Regions from separate parts of the Mus musculus genome. Here all the other regions are linked to region 1. Evidence: chromatin contacts called from public HiChIP or PLAC-seq and promoter capture Hi-C data. All regions are on one chromosome and are shown on one strand. The core of a region is the stretch at or near the end of the contact, and the rest is flanking DNA. Distances in the headings are between cores, read along the strand shown. Region 1 holds the start of Arhgef12 (Rho guanine nucleotide exchange factor (GEF) 12). Region 2 holds the start of Oaf (out at first homolog). Region 3 holds the start of Grik4 (glutamate receptor, ionotropic, kainate 4). Region 4 has its middle 25 kb from the start of D630033O11Rik. Region 5 overlaps Trim29 (tripartite motif-containing 29).

What was found. HiChIP or PLAC-seq counts read pairs in DNA pulled down with a chosen protein or histone mark. Capture Hi-C pulls out chosen DNA fragments and counts their contacts.
Region 2: a promoter capture Hi-C map of adipose tissue shows a contact between it and region 1. The contact joins the promoter of Oaf here to the promoter of Arhgef12 in region 1. A contact is called at or near these places in 6 of 484 Hi-C or Micro-C datasets (the G1E-ER4 cell line, embryonic stem cells, erythroid progenitors and 2 more), 10 of 115 datasets of contacts at active chromatin or transcription factors (embryonic stem cells, epiblast stem cells, extraembryonic endoderm stem cells and 4 more) and 3 of 9 other capture datasets (adipose tissue, liver and pancreatic islet).
Region 3: an H3K4me3 HiChIP or PLAC-seq map of embryonic stem cells shows a contact between it and region 1, with 22 read pairs. The contact joins the promoter of Grik4 here to the promoter of Arhgef12 in region 1. A contact is called at or near these places in 9 of 39 promoter capture datasets (the 3T3-L1 cell line, 3T3-L1-derived adipocytes, the C10 cell line and 5 more), 6 of 484 Hi-C or Micro-C datasets (LSK cells, the N1E-115 cell line, embryonic stem cells and 1 more), 4 of 115 datasets of contacts at active chromatin or transcription factors (embryonic stem cells and pancreatic cancer cells) and 2 of 9 other capture datasets (adipose tissue and pancreatic islet).
Region 4: an HNF4G HiChIP or PLAC-seq map of pancreatic cancer cells shows a contact between it and region 1. The contact joins the enhancer-like site here to the promoter of Arhgef12 in region 1. A contact is called at or near these places in 4 of 39 promoter capture datasets (the 3T3-L1 cell line, 3T3-L1-derived adipocytes and neural stem cells), 2 of 15 datasets of contacts at CTCF or cohesin (the NIH/3T3 cell line and embryonic stem cells), 14 of 115 datasets of contacts at active chromatin or transcription factors (craniofacial prominence, embryonic limb bud, embryonic midbrain and 5 more) and 3 of 9 other capture datasets (adipose tissue, liver and pancreatic islet).
Region 5: a contact with region 1 is called in a FOXA1 HiChIP or PLAC-seq map of pancreatic cancer cells. The contact joins the enhancer-like site here to the promoter of Arhgef12 in region 1. A contact is called at or near these places in 3 of 39 promoter capture datasets (cranial neural crest, frontonasal cranial neural crest and liver), 2 of 115 datasets of contacts at active chromatin or transcription factors (embryonic stem cells and pancreatic cancer cells) and 1 of 9 other capture datasets (adipose tissue).

What each region holds. Positions count from the first base shown.
Region 1 is chr9:43,104,164-43,107,098 of GRCm38.p6, forward strand. Arhgef12 (Rho guanine nucleotide exchange factor (GEF) 12) reads right to left here and starts at 1,555. Exons shown (of 41, transcript NM_001359232.1): 1 at 1,016-1,555. The coding sequence starts at 1,047.
Region 2 is chr9:43,238,298-43,241,383 of GRCm38.p6, forward strand. Oaf (out at first homolog) reads right to left here and starts at 1,519. Exons shown (of 4, transcript NM_178644.3): 1 at 1,010-1,519. The coding sequence starts at 1,276.
Region 3 is chr9:42,942,708-42,945,734 of GRCm38.p6, forward strand. It overlaps Grik4 (glutamate receptor, ionotropic, kainate 4), which reads right to left and starts at 1,664. Exons shown (of 21, transcript NM_175481.5): 1 at 1,620-1,664.
Region 4 is chr9:43,283,053-43,285,832 of GRCm38.p6, forward strand. No RefSeq gene overlaps it. Among named protein-coding and RNA genes, the nearest start is that of D630033O11Rik, 25 kb to the left of the region's middle. Within about 2 kb of position 1,444, at least 41 of the 459 cell types and tissues checked have an H3K27ac peak or open chromatin away from gene starts, as enhancers often do. A contact at or near this core is called in neural stem cells and pancreatic cancer cells, where this site is marked.
Region 5 is chr9:43,324,859-43,328,086 of GRCm38.p6, forward strand. It overlaps Trim29 (tripartite motif-containing 29), which reads left to right. Exons shown (of 9, transcript NM_023655.2): 5 at 1-50; 6 at 2,178-2,270. Among named protein-coding and RNA genes, the nearest start is that of Trim29, 16 kb to the left of the region's middle. Within about 2 kb of position 1,418, at least 39 of the 459 cell types and tissues checked have an H3K27ac peak or open chromatin away from gene starts, as enhancers often do. A contact at or near this core is called in adipose tissue and pancreatic cancer cells, where this site is marked.

The DNA.
Region 1 (2,935 bases), core at 305-2,804:
CTCTCTCATTAGGAAACTAAACTGCTTTCCGCTGGAGCACTAATGTTGCTCTTGAAGACTTTTGGCCTTCTGCTTCAATACTTTGTTTTGCTTTGTTTTGTTTTGTTTTATGACAACAATTTGAGAAAAAAAAACAACAAGATAAAATTTGGAAGTAACATGCAATGTCATAATTTAGTTGAGGAATAAAATATGCTAAAGGAAGCAACTTGCTTTCACTAAAAAGAACTCAAAGGACCTCTTTAAGAACTACACTTGGACTACATACTCTACACACCACACCGTGTCACCCGATTAACAAACAAGATCCACCTGCCATGCCTAAACCAGAGCTAGAGTTTACATCTTTAAATGCTAGGGCTTCTGAAAGATGAAATGTTAAAAAAAAAAAAAAAAAAAAAAAGAATAATTAGAAGCAGGCCCCATGATTTTTCCCTCATTTCCTTTAGCTCCTGGAAACTGTCCCCAGCAAGAACCCGTGATTTACTGGTAATGTCAACATTCTGGAAAATTAGGTAATTAATAATTAAACACTGTGCAGGTCAACACGTAAAAAGATCAGAGTCACAAATCACAATGCAGCAGGATGAAAATTAAGTTCACAGACAGAAACTCCTAAAATTGTGAGTCTAGAACTACCACAGGACAGGAATCCACCCGATGATGCACCAGTACCCACCGACCTCAAGCTCTGACCTTCACCCAAAATGACCTCCCTCTGGTTCCAAAACGAGTACACAATCTTAATGCACCCGACAGAAAACCACAATCATGGTTTTCCTTCATTTCCTCTGAGAATATGGGGGAAAGTTTCTCTCCCAAAAAAACCTGCATTTCCAAATTCAATCAACCGGTTAACTTGGCAGCAACCCTAGACTAATTGCACAGCTCCGAAACAACCCTCTTTCCTATGCCTGTCAATTGCACTAGCTGAAGGCAAATCTGCATCACCGACTCCCCTGCTGCGTGGGACCGAATCCAGGGAAGGTTAGCGACCGAGGAACTTCATACCCACCTGTCCGTGATAGTAGACTGTGTGCCACTCATTGGGGCCCTTGGCGAGAGGTCTTCTTTTTATCCAACTTGCATTTTACAGTAACACCTCCACACCCCACCCCCAGTGCTCTGGGATCAGGCCCAATTTCGGCAGGGACACAAAAGTCCAACTCAAAACTCCATTCAGTCATCTAGAACATCCGATTGCAAGGGGTCAAGGAAAGGGGATGCGGGCTGAGGCAAAACAAGTTATCTCCCCAAACAAACCGAGCAAGTCGGCCACAAGGCGAGCTCAAGAACTAAGAACGATCCTCAGCAAGGCACGGAGAGAAAACTTCGTCACAGAGGGAAGTCGCGAGCCGTAGGACGGGAACCGGGATCCCTCCGGAGCTGGGGCAGGATCGGCTCAGGGACGGGCGTCGGCTTCGGTCCCGAGTCGGCGGGGCCCGGCCCTCGGGTCCCCGCTCTATCTGGGGCTGCGGGCCACTCGTGGCCGCAGCCTCCGCCGCGTCTCACACCGTCCCGCGCCGGACTCGCGCCGCCCCATGTCCCCGGGCCGAGGGCCCTGAGCTGCTCCGCGCCGCCCCCACCCGGCTCCGGCCGCCGCGCTGACAGGGACCCTGTCTCAGCGCCCGGGGCAGCTCCCCATCCCTCGGAGGCCCCCGCGCTTCTTCCGCAGTGGCACGGCGGCTCCTCCCCGACGCTCTGGTAGGCGGCGGCTCCCGCGAGGAGCGGGAGGTCTCGGCCCGGCCCGGAAGCCCGGCCCCCGAGCAGCGGCGGCGGCGGTGGCGGTGGAGGCTCGGTGCGCAGGGCCGTTCGCCCGGTCTCAGGGGCACTCGCGGGAGCGCGCCCAGGGTGGAGGGGGCCGCCGGCGGTGACGAGCCTTGCGACCGCTGCGGGCGGGCGCGCGCGCGGGTTCCGGTTCCGGTTCTGTCCCCTCGGCCCGGCGCGACTGGAGCGCGCCGAGCCGTCCCCTCCCCCGCCGACTTTTTTGGGCCCTTCTCCCTGGGACTTCGGGAAGCCGCTTCACCCGGGATCCCTCCGCTTCCCGGACTCTCCAAACTTGAGCAGATACTTCCGCTCAGTGCTGTCGCGGGGGATAGAGGGAAGCGAAAAAGTAGTTCTGTGTGGCGAAGCGGGCACTGCTGCCTTCTTGCCCCTCGAATGCTCTCGAGGTGCAGCCCACAGTGTACAATCCACCCGGGACAGCAGAGGAGCCATTCCACAGTCTCGAGGAGTTCACGTTTAGAGGTTCTTCGGAACTCCCGGGCTGGAAACTTTTATTCTTTAAGAGAATGTATTCGTTCCCGGTGTCAAATGCTTTTGATGACTGCGTGCGAGCCCAGGTCCACGGGCCCCCGACAGTGTTAGGCAAACCTGCGCGCGCGCGCACACACACACACACACACACACACACACACACAGGTTTTGGGGTGAGCCAATCACCTGGGGCACCTGCTGGCCTAGTCCCACAGCACGGAGGGGAAAGGGGTGGGGGGATGGCCAGAAGAGGCTGTGGAGAAAGGATCTGGGCCCACACTTAAGCCAGGAGTTCCTGATATAAATATTGCTTTTAGGCTGTTTTGCCTTGGCAAAATGAACTGTATTGTTTGCCAAATTGAGAACGCATGGTGCTTTCCACAGCAAGTTAATAAGCGTGTTGTGAAAAGAGATGGAAGAAGTAATACATCTGTCCGGTAAACAGCACAGCACGAGGGATCCCTTTGAAGAGTTCCCAAATGTTTTCTGGTTTCTCTTTCGATGGGGTAGAGACATTCAGCTAACCATGTAGTTTTCTGATTGAATAAATCTGTCCCTGAGGAAATGAGGGACCACGACACAATATAGTTCTCCAATTCTGCCTGTAAACATCAAGCGACTATTCCTTTTATACAATTATCTTCAGTCTCTTCTGAGCTTCAATCCGTGTAGGTGGGAA
Region 2 (3,086 bases), core at 269-2,768, 130 kb after region 1:
TGATTAGAAGACTCTCCTCCCCCCAACCATGAGATAAGGTCTCACTCTGTAGCTCTGTATAGCCTTGAACTTGTGTTCCTCCTGTCTTAGGCTCCTGGGATGACTGGGGTGGCATTTCACTGTCTTTTCTTTCAGAGATTTCTGTTGTTGGGTCACCGTCACTCAGCACCCTGGAGTTCCATTTCTGGATAACTCTAACATCTCTTCTTCTCTCCATACCACCACACCCACACAGAGACAGAGACAGAGACAGAGACAGAGAGAGAGAGAGAGAGAGAGAGAGAGAGAGAGACGGGACGGGAGGGGGGCAGCTAAACTGTGGACTTCACCAGCCCCTGTCAGGCATGGGCGGAGACACCGACCACCCTTTCCAACTGAGGGGAACCTCCCCTTTTCTCTCCTCCCTTCCCCCAACTCTGCCTAGGTCCTCTGGCTCCCAAGTAGTTCAGCCCTTCAGGTTACAGAGGAGAGCTGCTACCAGACTTGGGAGGGACCAAGGGCAGACAGCTCTGCAGGGAAAGCGATCCCGGAATGGTGCTCCAGGCTGGAGGTCTTGAAACCGCTTCCTTGCCAAAGAACAGCGGAGTAAGGGAAACTAACTTCACACCAACACAACAGGGAGAGCCCAAGGTCCTCTTGCCACCTGTGGATTTCCCCTTTAGTCACAGAGGCAGTGGCAAGAAAGGAGGCCTTGTTAACAAGAACTTTTGTCGGAGTGTCAGCTTGGAGTGCTGAGGAGGGAGCGGGCTTTGAAGCCGGTCAGTGCGTGAGAAGGGCCTTGGTTACTCAGAGCCAAGCAACAAAAAAGCTAGAGGGGTTCACGAAAGAGAATAAAGACCGGGATCTGGGTGCCAGAGAGTGGGCAGCGAGTTAGAGAGGTGACCTTGGGCATGTCACGTTCCCCTTTCGGCACTGCGTTTCTCTTCTGCGGGCTTGAGGGTTCCTGGGACGCCCGACAGCTTGCCCGCCCTCCGTGGTGGGTGGGACAGGACTCTTGATGGTACCTCACCTTCTTGAAATCCGCGATGAAGGAGATGAGAGTGCCGTCGGGTTTGCGCAGATCAAGGCTGATGCTGTCCGCGTCGCTGTCCGCCTGTAGACTCTCCTCGATCACCTGGCTGTCGGGCAGTCTCACTCGGACCCGCAGCTCGGCCGGAGCGCCGCTGCCCGCGCCCACGCCGTGCAGCGCCCCAAGCAGCAGCGGCGACAGCAGCAGCAGCAGCAGCGGCAGCGCGGGGCGCGCCGAGGGGACGTCGCGGCAGCCAGGGGGCCGCATCCCCGGGGCCCCCGGCGCGCCGCGTGGGGGAGGGGAGACGCGCCTACAAAGTTTGCTCGAAGTTGGGGGTCCGGTTCGGGGATTCCCGGCAGTCCCCTACTTCTAGAGGGGAGACTCAACCCGGAGGTTCCCCACGACGTGCAGCGAATTCACGTGGGCCGCGTACAGCCACGCACCCCGAGTCCCGGACGGCGCCCCCCGTGCGTGTCCCCTAGCCGCCCCGATTCCTGAGCTCCGGACTCCGTTCAGCACTTTTCATTCAATCCCACCCCCCGTCACTTCCTTCAGAAAACAGAAACCACCAGGACCTGCCTTAAAGAGACCGCGCACCTCTTGGCCCTTAAAGGGACCGCAGTGGCCCAGAGAGGGGCGGGGATTGGGGACCACGGGGCTCAGCCGCTTTGTGGTCTAGGCTGGCTTTCTCTGGATCCCTCCCTCCCGCCGCGCCCCGTCACCGGCCGGGCCTTGTCCAGAGTTTGCGCTCCGGGCAAATCCCTTCCTCCCATTAAGGGCGGGACGGGTGACTCCCCCGCCCCCTACACCCCTCTGGCTTGTTCTGGTGCCACGTGGATGAAATAATCGGGCTTGGGTTTTCAGAGGTTTTGCTTAGTCTTTTAGTTTCTCTGACACAGCGAATTTCTCAAAAGCGGCTGGGGGAAAAAATCAGGCCTCACCTAGCATTCTGGTCTTTTCCTAGGTCGGGGAGTGCAATTAGGGGTTGAGGGCCATCTGTGCATCCATCAGGTGTGAGCTGTTTTTGTAAGTGAGGCGGCCAATCTGGATGCGGCCATCAAGGAGCTTAACACTTTATGAGCCGTTATTCAGTTTTCTCTCCTGTGTTCAGTCAGCCTTTCTCCAGCCCAGCCCACCGCTCAGGGCCTCTGCTCTTTCCGATAACGGAAGCACCAATCAAGGGCCACAAAAAGACACTCCTGCTGTGCCAGAGACTCCAATAAGCTGAGTGAAGACTTGGGGAGCAGGATTCCCCTCTGGTTGGTGACACACAAGCATACTTTGAAAATTGTTTGAGCCTAACTGTCTGCTAGTGAACACAGAGGGTTGGGCGTCCCTGGAGATAAGGCCCCCTGGGCATGGCCAGGACCATTGTTTCTCCTGTCCATTGCCACTTCTGTTTGTTCCAGGTGCCCTGTGGTCTCTAGGGTCTTGATGACAGATGGTTGAAACTGTGCCTCCCCACTCCACCCCCTTCATCTTTCCTTCCTAGGGGATCTCTAGCACATGATCCACCCCCAACTAGCATGAGCCCGTCCTTTGGAACACATATAGGACTGAAGGGGACTTAAGATGTCCTCCATCAGCTAGAGAAAGTACCCAAGGAGCTGAAGGGATCTGCAACCCTATAGGTGGAACAACATTATCAACTAACCAGTACCCCCGGAGCTCTTGACTCTAGCTGCATATGTATCAAAAGATGGCCTAGTCGGCCATCACTGGAAAGAGAGGCCCATCGGACTTGCAAACTTCATATGTCCCAGTACAGGGGAATGCCAGGGCCAAAAAGTGGGGGTGGGTGGGTGGGTGGGAGGGTATGGGAGACTTTTGGGATAGCATTGAAAATGTAAATGAGGAAAATACCTAATAAAAAAATGAGAATTAAAAAAAGATGTCCTCCATCTCACTCGGGGCTTCCTAAATTTGCCCTACTTCAACTGTCACTTTGATATTCATTATGACACAGCTTCCAGGATCCTTAAGCCTATAGGTTCAGACTTTCTGGGAGAGGACAGGGAGGCAGCCCTGGCAACAAGGTCCAGTGTGGTGCTTGATAAGCCAGAGGTTGGTAGACACT
Region 3 (3,027 bases), core at 414-2,913, 160 kb before region 1:
GAGGAATACATCCAGCCAGTGAGGAAAATAATAAACCTGATTAACGATGAAGCATGAGCCACGGCCTCCGCAAAGAAAGCCAGCCTGAAGAGGCCCGGCGGAATTCCAGGGGCTTCCTTCCCTGGCAGAGCTGGAACTCAGCCGACCTCTCCAGCCCCTTGCCACCACTAGGACACTCCAGGATCAAAGCAAGACAGGATTGCTCCCTCTCAAGCCACACCCCTGCAGCTCTGACCCAGGGACTACAAGGCTAGCTTTTCCAGGTGCTCCCAAAAGGGACACTACCACCAGACGACCCACTGGAGCCAAAAAGAAGATAGTTCTCTTTGTCCCTGGCAGGGCTCAGATCCTCTTGGCCAACCCTCAGCCCTCCTGCCCTGGTCTCAAGAGATACCTACTTGTCAGGCACAGTGGCCAGGCCCAGCCAGAGTTCCCCTCCTCTTTCCAGACAGCCCAGGCCCCTGGGAGACATGCCCAGAAGAGCCACTGGAGGGAGGCAGGGAGGTGGCACCGCGTGGCATCACCAGACAACAGCACCAAGAGGAAGATGGCAGCATCAAGTACAGATGCCAAGAACCACACAGCCCAAGGTCCAAGAGGGGACCAGCTCAGCCTGCATAGCCTGGCTACAGCCAGGCAACCTGGCCCGCGTGCCTTGTCTATCCCTTTGGTCGCGCCTCCCCCAACCCCAAAGCCCTGGGCCAACTCTCCCCAGGCTCCACCTCCTCCCTCACTTTCCTCAGCTCCAGGGAGCCCAGGGAGGGAGGCACAGGTGCTCTTGGCGCCTTGGACAAACCCCCTGTCCCAGCCGTCACCAGGGCGCCTTCCACCCCAAGCTGGGTCGGAACCACTCCGGCTCTGCCCGGTCCTCACTAAAGAACATCTCCTTAGCTCCCCTCCCCCTCCACTGATCCCCTTCCCCCTCCAGCGCCCAATGCAGGTCTCCAGAGTTTTTCCCTTACTTCCCACTCGGGTGAACTAGGGTGGGATGGCTAAGAGGCCCATTAGTCGCAAGAAGGAGGGTCATTTCTGATAGGACGCTGGCTTGGCCCAAAGCAAGACGGCGTGCAGGGTTGGGGGTGTGGTGGTGGCCGGAGTCCAGGGCCCGAGCAGGGGTGGTCAAGACAGATGGCAAAGAGGGAAGGGAGAAGGGGGCTCAGAAGCCGGGCTGGTCTGATGGAAGACTGTGGCGGGCAAGAGCGGCCCGTAGGAGAAGCCGAGGGTGACGAGGCGGGGTAGAATCGCCAGTGTCGGGAAGGGGCCGTCATCCCTGCAGGGGGCAGAGGCTGGGCTGGGAGTTGGACTGGGAAGAGGGAGGATCACAGAAGGAGGATCGGAGCGGAGGAGAGGAGGCGCAGGGGGAAGCAGGCAGGGATGGAGACTAGGGGAAGTACGGGGCAAGGTGGCGGGGGCTCAGCGGAGAATCCGGGGTCGCAGGCATCAGAGTGCAGGGGACTGGGCAGCTGGAGGCGGGAGCGGGGCCAGGCAGGGTGCGGGCCGCGGCCCGGAGGGAGCTAGCGGCGGAGACGTCAGAAGTCGGGGTGCGGCGCAGCCCCGGGGGGCGCGGGGAGACAGCGTAGGGCGCCGGTCGGGGGCGGCGCGGGGGCTGCTGCCCTTACCTGGGCGGCTCCGCACTCCGGGCGCCAAGCTGGGGACCCGACGTTGCTCGGCCGGCGGCCCGGCTGTTGTTTTCCCTTTTTTTTTTTTTTTTCTTTTTTTTTTTTTCTTCCGCAGCGGCGGCGGCGGCGGCTCCAGCTCGATCCGCCAGCAGCCGAAGGCAGAGTCTGTGTCCGGCTGCGAGCGAGCCGGGAGCGGGCAGCGCGGGAGGCGCGCGGAAAGGCGCTGAGGCGCCGCCCGGCGGGCAGTGAGGGAACTGCGGCGGTCCCGCACGCGGCCGGCCGGGGAGGGGGCGTCCCTTCCGGGCCGCGGCCGCCGGAGTCTCCGCTCGCCGGCGGGGTCTTTAGCTGGGGACCCGGACCTAGGTAGCCGAGCGGCGAGGCGGGGAGGCCGGAACAGACAGAGCCAAACTTGCAGCTTCCCTGATCCGGACGATCGGGAGACGGCGGGCCGGGGATGGGGGGGCTCCGGGTGGGCGCTGCAGAGGACTGACCCCCAAGTGAGGAGCTGGGGTACACTTCACCATCCAGCGCCAAGGGGCAGCCCGCCCTGGTCCGCAGGAGTTATTAGCTTGGCCTGCTTCGGTGGGCGAAGGGCGACTCCTGGTGGCGTTTTAGGGGCCAGACCTAGGGGACGAGGCGTAGAGACTGCGGCCTCCTCGGTGGTGGCGCGGAGCTGGGTGAAGCTTTGCTTTAGCAAGGCCAGATAGACCACAATGTTTCAGGAGGCCGAAGAACCACAGCTCACGTTTGGAAGTCTACTGGTTTGTGCACACAGACCTCCTGGGAGAAGTTGTCACTTTATGCTACACATAAGGAAACCTCGGCCTAGGAAAGGTGAAAGACCTAGCCTTCACCAGGAGCTGGGGGCTGGACCAAGAGAGAACCAAGCTACTTGGTTTGAGGGATCATTTGGCCACATCATAGCAGCCTTGGGGTGGGTGGGTGGGGGGCTAGAAAAGGAGAGGGCAGAGGAGCAGGAGGCCTCAGGGGGTCAAGTGACTTCCTCAAACCGATTAGTTCCTCATTTCAAACCCAGAGTCTTAGCCGTAGACAAACCCGGAAAGCATCTAAGCCAGCCTCCCAATCGTCTCCCACTCTTCCTTCACACCTAACCACCTGCTTACCCTAAAGTCTCCACGAAGGGGCTGTTCTAGGCATTCTTGGTTGGTTCTAGGGCCTGGGAGGACAATATACACGGACTACAGGATATTTGTTGACACTCCCTATATCATGCCGGGAGGGCAGCAGAGCTGAGTTACCTGCTTGGGGGGCTGGGGGGGGTGGCGATTGTGGTTGTAAGAGCCTGTTCTCTCTCCCACCTCCTCTCCCAGACTGGACTTTATGAGTGCTCTGTTGGCACAGGACCGGCCACTCTGGATAGCTCCAGTCCCTTCGGTCTTTCCTCAAT
Region 4 (2,780 bases), core at 194-2,693, 180 kb after region 1:
CTGAGGCTGATGGGGTTGGTCAGGTTTCTAGGGAAAGCGTCCTCTATTGTGGCCTTTGCAGAGGCACTGTAGGAAGCACCCCTCTCTCCTCTACATTCACAGTGGCTTCACACAGCCAGCCAGTCTCTCCAGTCAGGTCCTCCACACAGCTCTGGGAGCCAGCCTTCCTGGCCTCCTGCTCCAGTCCTGATCTGTTAGTAGCCAGCCTTCACCTACCCTGGCTCCCGACCTCCTTAACTGCAGAATCCCTGGCTCTTTCTTCTCTGTTAGCACCCTGGAATAGGTCGCACCTGGACTAGGAAGCAGGCAATTCCAAGGTCAAGTGTGGCTTTTTGGGAGAATGGCTGTGCTCATGTGACCTCTGCTGACTTCAGAGTGGCTTTGGAAAAGCTTATCAACCTAGCTTCAGTGTCCGCACCTTGGCAATCAACATTTCTATTGCAATAAAGGACTTCCAGAATGGTTCCTATTTACATAGGCTTGTGGAATCTCTCATTATACCTCTTCTGATGACCATCACAGAGGGGCTTCTAAGAACATGTGAGATACGGGGAACTAGAAGCCAGCAGTCATGATGCCAGACTGAGAGGGGTCCCAGAGCAAGGCCTGAGCCTGTCTCCAAGCTGACAAAGGCTCGCAGAGGACCTAGAGTCTCCTTAGGCTTTTTTCCTTTCTTCTTCCTTTTCCATCATCCCCTCCTCATTTGGACACAAGGTCTCATGTAGTCCAGACTGAGTAGTAAGAGTCTCCATCTCTTACTGCCCTTGTCTCTACCTCCACATTCTGAATTACAGGTCTGCACCTTGGCTTTAAGCTCTTTCTCTCTCTCTTATTTTTGTGAAACAGGGTCTTCCTATGTAGTTATGGCTGGTCTCGAACTCAGCAATCCACCTGCCTTAGCCTCCCATGTACTGGGATTACAGGTCTGAACTATCATACCTAGTTGCTTCTCTTCTCTCTCTTTCCTTTCCTCTTCTCTTGCCATGACCCCTTGCTTCTCTTCATCATTATCATTGTTGTGATTATTATTATTCCCCTCAATGTTTTGGCTCAGGGTCTTGCTCTGCAGCCCCCGCTGATCTGGAACTATGTAACATTGGTTGGCCCCAAACTAATGGCGCGCTTCCACTGTTCGGTAGTGAGCACTTCATCTTGTTCTTTAGGCTTTTTCCCGCGGCTGGATGGGAGCTTTGACACTGGCCAGAGGCTTTCAATAGATCACAAAGATGGTGAGATCGAGAAAGGTCAGAGAGGAAGCCACCTAGGGCTTTAGGCTAGGGGCCTTTATGGGAAGCAAGACTTCTGTTCCAGGCCACCCAGCTGTCCTCAGGCCTTGCTGGAGAAAGAGTCTGACAAAGCAGACGTAGGCTGGAACCAGACCCAGCGCAGGGAGGAGTTGGCTGAGCCTGCCCTGGGAGGCTGGTTGAGCGGTGGTGTGGAGACACCCTGTGGTAAAAATGGGTACTACACTTTGGTTCACTGCAGGGCCTGGGAGCAAAGCCTTGCTGGTGTTAAAGGCAGAGCCCATTCACGCGCCACCAGCCCCTACAGGAGAGGAGCAATGGCCCAAGCTCAGCTACTGCCCACCTTCTAGTTGCACTTTCTAGAAGTCTTCCATTACCCCACAAAGCCTCAGTTTCTTCACCTGTGAAATGGGATGTACCAGCAGGTTGTGCCAGTCAAGGGGACAGATGCTTAGCCCAAGGTCTAGCATGGAACACCAGCCAAAGAAAGGCTGGCCATTGCTAGAAAGGGGACCGCTTTCCCAATGCCACATAGTTAGAAGGGAACTTACTGTGTTTTACTGGAAGCAGAGTTTGGACCCCAAGCCGATAATGGTTCGTAGGATGGAGAGAGTTATATACCATCTCAGGTGAGGCAAGAGAAAGTTGAATGGCCACATCTGTTTGTTTGTTTGTTTTTGGTTTTGTTTTGGCAAGCCTGCTCTGCAAACAGGAGAAGCAGATCTGTGTCACCTGGGATGATTTGGAATGACTGTGACCCTTCTATTCTTAAACAGGAGACAATGAGCTGTAGTGATCTCAGTGGCTTGGGCAACTCGAGTTAGAGCCATGGAGCTAGATGCTACCCCAGTCCTCTATTCCAGACTTAGCTAGGGTGTGACTGTTGTCTTCACTCTTTTGAGTCCCTTTGCCACCTGCCCAGCCCCTATAGGAGTGTCCTAAGGGACCTTGGCCCAGATATCTTCCCTTCCTCTCCCCTATGCACGCTTCTTCAAGGAGGAAATTGTTTGAGAAAAAGTCAGGTGTGGCCTTATGCATCTGTGGCTCTGATCATGTGCCCTAACTGTTTTCAGGGGAGCTGGCTCCACACCAGCCCTTGTTTTCTCCCTTCATCCTGAAGAGGAGCAGCCGGAGCCAAGAATGATCTGGGTAAATCAAGCAGCCACCGGCTGGGTGATTCAGGGCCCTGGGGGTGGGGTGGCCTCCTGCGCTGGGATCCTGCCCAGAAGCAGGGTGGGACCTCTCCTTGTAACATGCTGGAGCTGGCCCAAGGAGTTGGGGCTCCTGAGCCAGTGTCCTGGAGCTCAGGTGCCAATGGTCTCCCTGCCCTACCTGTTCCCACTCCTGGGACCCTTTGCTAGCTGGCCTTGGCAGGGCTTGTCCCTTGTCTGTATACATCTGTGATGGGTAAGGGGGCTGAGATGTGGCCACAGTATGCCAGGCAGCCCATCCTGATGGATCATACCTGGCACTGGCCAACGTGGGCTGCAGGCAGCAACCTGGATCCTGGGGTCTATGCTCCTAAGCATTGTAGAG
Region 5 (3,228 bases), core at 168-2,667, 220 kb after region 1:
GAGCACGCCTGACACCATGAAAAGATACTCCATGTACCTCACGCCCAAGGGTGAGGGAGTGTGCTACCAACGGTAGCCGTTCAAAGCCCCTCTCGGACTGGTGCTTCCTGGGCAGAGTGACGGTGACTCAGTGTGTCTGGCACCTGCATCGGTGCTTCCGTTCACTCAGGGGTGACACATGTCCTGGTTTGGTGGCAGGTTATTCAGCGCCCTGCTCGTTAGATGCATCAGTCCCCTAAAGCGGCTCGTCACTCCTGTAGCCTCTGTCCTTCAGAGTGTCTTCCAGACTCTACTCTGGCGGGCCAGAGCTGTGTAGAACTTCTGCCCAAGTTGCAAGCAGTGAGCCCTGGGTAGGGCTGCTGCCTCCAGGGCCAGTCTGCCCCTCTGCATTTTCCTCGGAGTCACCTGCCTCCTTAGCCTGCCCTCCAGGGGGGACAGCCTAGGCCAGGGTTTGCCTGTCCTTGGTTCAGAATAGTCTGGAACATTCTTAGAGGCCAGCAACAAAACACAACAGTGCATGTTGCTATAAGGGTGGGTGTCCCAGGCCACAGGCCCAGGGTAGAGGGGGTATGCAGGTGGCTGTGGGAGCCAGGCAGTCTAGAGAAAAGTGGGGGTGCTAGAGAATGGAGGGTGGAGCGGGAGGGGGAAGATCTGGAAAGGTGTTTAGCTGGAGAGGCTCTGAGCAGTTGCTGACAGATAGATAAATCCACAGGACTCGGGATTGGAAGAAATGAGCTCATCAGACAGGAAGTTCTGCACCCCGCCTTTCTTAACAACACATGGACTTTCTGGAAGGTTCTAGGCAGCAGAGAGGTGCCAGGATTTCCCCTCTGACATCCCTGGGGTGAACCAGGCTCTGACATCAGTCCTGTCCCCTCTCTCTGCCCAGACCTCCACTCTTACTTAGCCAGTTCCATGAAAGGACAAACTGTGCTGGCCAGATCCCCAACATCTCTCTCCTTAAAAGTCCCTGTCTGCCTCTTACCAGCCTGGTCTCTCTGCTTCCAGCCCTGTGTGGTTAAGGGCTAGCCAGATGACAGTGTCTGAACCCCACTGATGGGGCCATCCAGTCTCCACTGGCTTCGGCTCGATACTCTCTGCATAAGGGAGACCCAGGGACAGAGTGGTCCAACTGCTGTTCACCAGGTGTAGGGAGTGCAACCTCTTACAACAGCTCCCTGAGAGTGCCAGGCTGAATCAGCCTGAGGCTGGTCACTGTTCCCTCTGGCCTGTGTCCTTCTGTGTGAAGAGAGGCAGTGAGACTCCAGGACTAGGAGCTTTTCTGACTTTGACTCTGGGCCTGTGAGTCAGTTGTGTGACATCTATAGGTAAAAGAAACAGGTTCTTCTGGTGTCCCTGCCCTGTGGGGACAAGATTGGTAGGGCACCTGCAACTCCCAGGCTCAGGGTAGAGGAGAGGCATGGGAGGAGCTGTGAAGACGTCAAGAGGACCAGAGAAATGGGGCCACCGAAGGCTGAGCCTGGAAGCTTAGAGTGACTATGACCCCCTCCCTTGGAGAAATTAGTTCCCAGGCTCAGGAAGGAGAGCTTTCTGCCCAGTGGAGAGGGCAGGGCTGTGATGGCAAAGGATGGACAGGCAGGGCAGGGCCGGGTGAGTCAGCAGTGGGTTGGGTGTACGGAGTCTAGGCGAGAGGTTAGAGACAACAGGAGGGCCCTGACTGGGGCCTGTGTGGGAGCACAATGCGGAGAGCAGGGAGAAGCCACAGGCTGTGTTGACAGGAGATCCAAGCTGGTCCATTAGCCTTCGTAGGAGGCTAGGTCATTGCGGGAGGACACAAAACCTCCACCCCTCCCCCCACTGTTGTCATGCTTCTTCTTCCTCCTATGACCCCAGCCTCTGCAGTGCAGGAGCGTCGCGTCTCAGCCTCCTGCTCTCAAAACTCCTCCATAGAGTGACCTAGCATCTTAGCGCACCCAGGACACCCAGAAGTCTAGTACTCTGGGCACTGCAGCCAATAATGTCCCCTCTGCTTTCCAAAGGGTCCCCTTCTGGGTGATGAGTTTTGTGACTACCTCAGGCTAGACCCAGGGACTGTTCCTAATGGAAGAGTTCAAAGGGCTCTGGGGGGAGGGGGATGTTTAGGATACTAAGATCCCCCTCAGCAAGTGGGAGTCCACAGGTCCCAGTTGAGTCAGGACCATGTTTCTGCCCCACAGGTGGGGGCCGGACATCCTACCAGCCATCCTCGCCTAGCCGCCTCTCCAAGGAGACCAACCAGAAGAATTTTAACAATCTGTATGGCACAAAAGGTAGGTGGGGACTCAGCTTACAGTAGGCAGGGGCAGTGTAGGTGTGCAGGTGGGAACCTGGGATGGTGGTGCCACGGCTGAGTCACGGATGGAATGTCTTGACTACCCAGTAAAAGACAAATGTAGGAAGTGAGGGAGCAGGATGGGTCTCCTGAGCCGAGAGAGAGAGAGAGAGAGAGAGAGAGAGAGAGAGAGAGAGAGAGAGAAAGAGAGAGAGAGAACTGCACTGGCTTATGCAGAACTGCATGATGTCATCGGTTAGGCTGGGGAGGAGCTAGTAAGACTCTGCATCTTTAAAAATCCCCAGGCCGCTTGTTCTTTTCATCCCTGAAGGATGAGTTGTGGGAGTGGGGTGAGTGTCTACTCTGAGGTTAGTTGTGGCAGCCTCTCCTAGTGAGCATCAGGACTGAAGGCCCACGAACCTGAGCTGACTTCTGCACTTGCTGTGCAGTGGCTAAAATGAGATGCAACTGGAAGGGAAAGCCTGACCTGACACACGTGTCTGGAAATCACAACAGCTCCTTATACAGTACTGGGTGTGGGGGAGGGGGTGCCTTTCCCAGGGGAGCTGTCAGATACATCCTGCACCGCGTGCTCCAGGTCAGGATCGTGGTGTGCTCACGAAGCCTCTGTTTTGGGGGGGGCCTGATCTTGCGCTGGAGCTTTTGGGTACTACCTGTCATGGACAGAGAGCACTGGGCCAGTTCGGCTAGGCACCCCCAACCCAGAGACAGTCCTAGGAAGACCCCTTAGTAAAGAACAGACCCCTGAAAACTGGAAGGTCACTACACTGCCATCTGGTGGAGAGGGCGACGCCCCGCGTCTTTACTGGTTGTTGAGATTCACAGCTGTGGAGGCGGAGAAGCTAGCTCAGTTGGTAAAGTATTTGCCACACAAGCACAAGGACCCAAGTTTGACTCCCACCACTTCCGTGCAAAAGCTGGACGTGGCTCTGTGC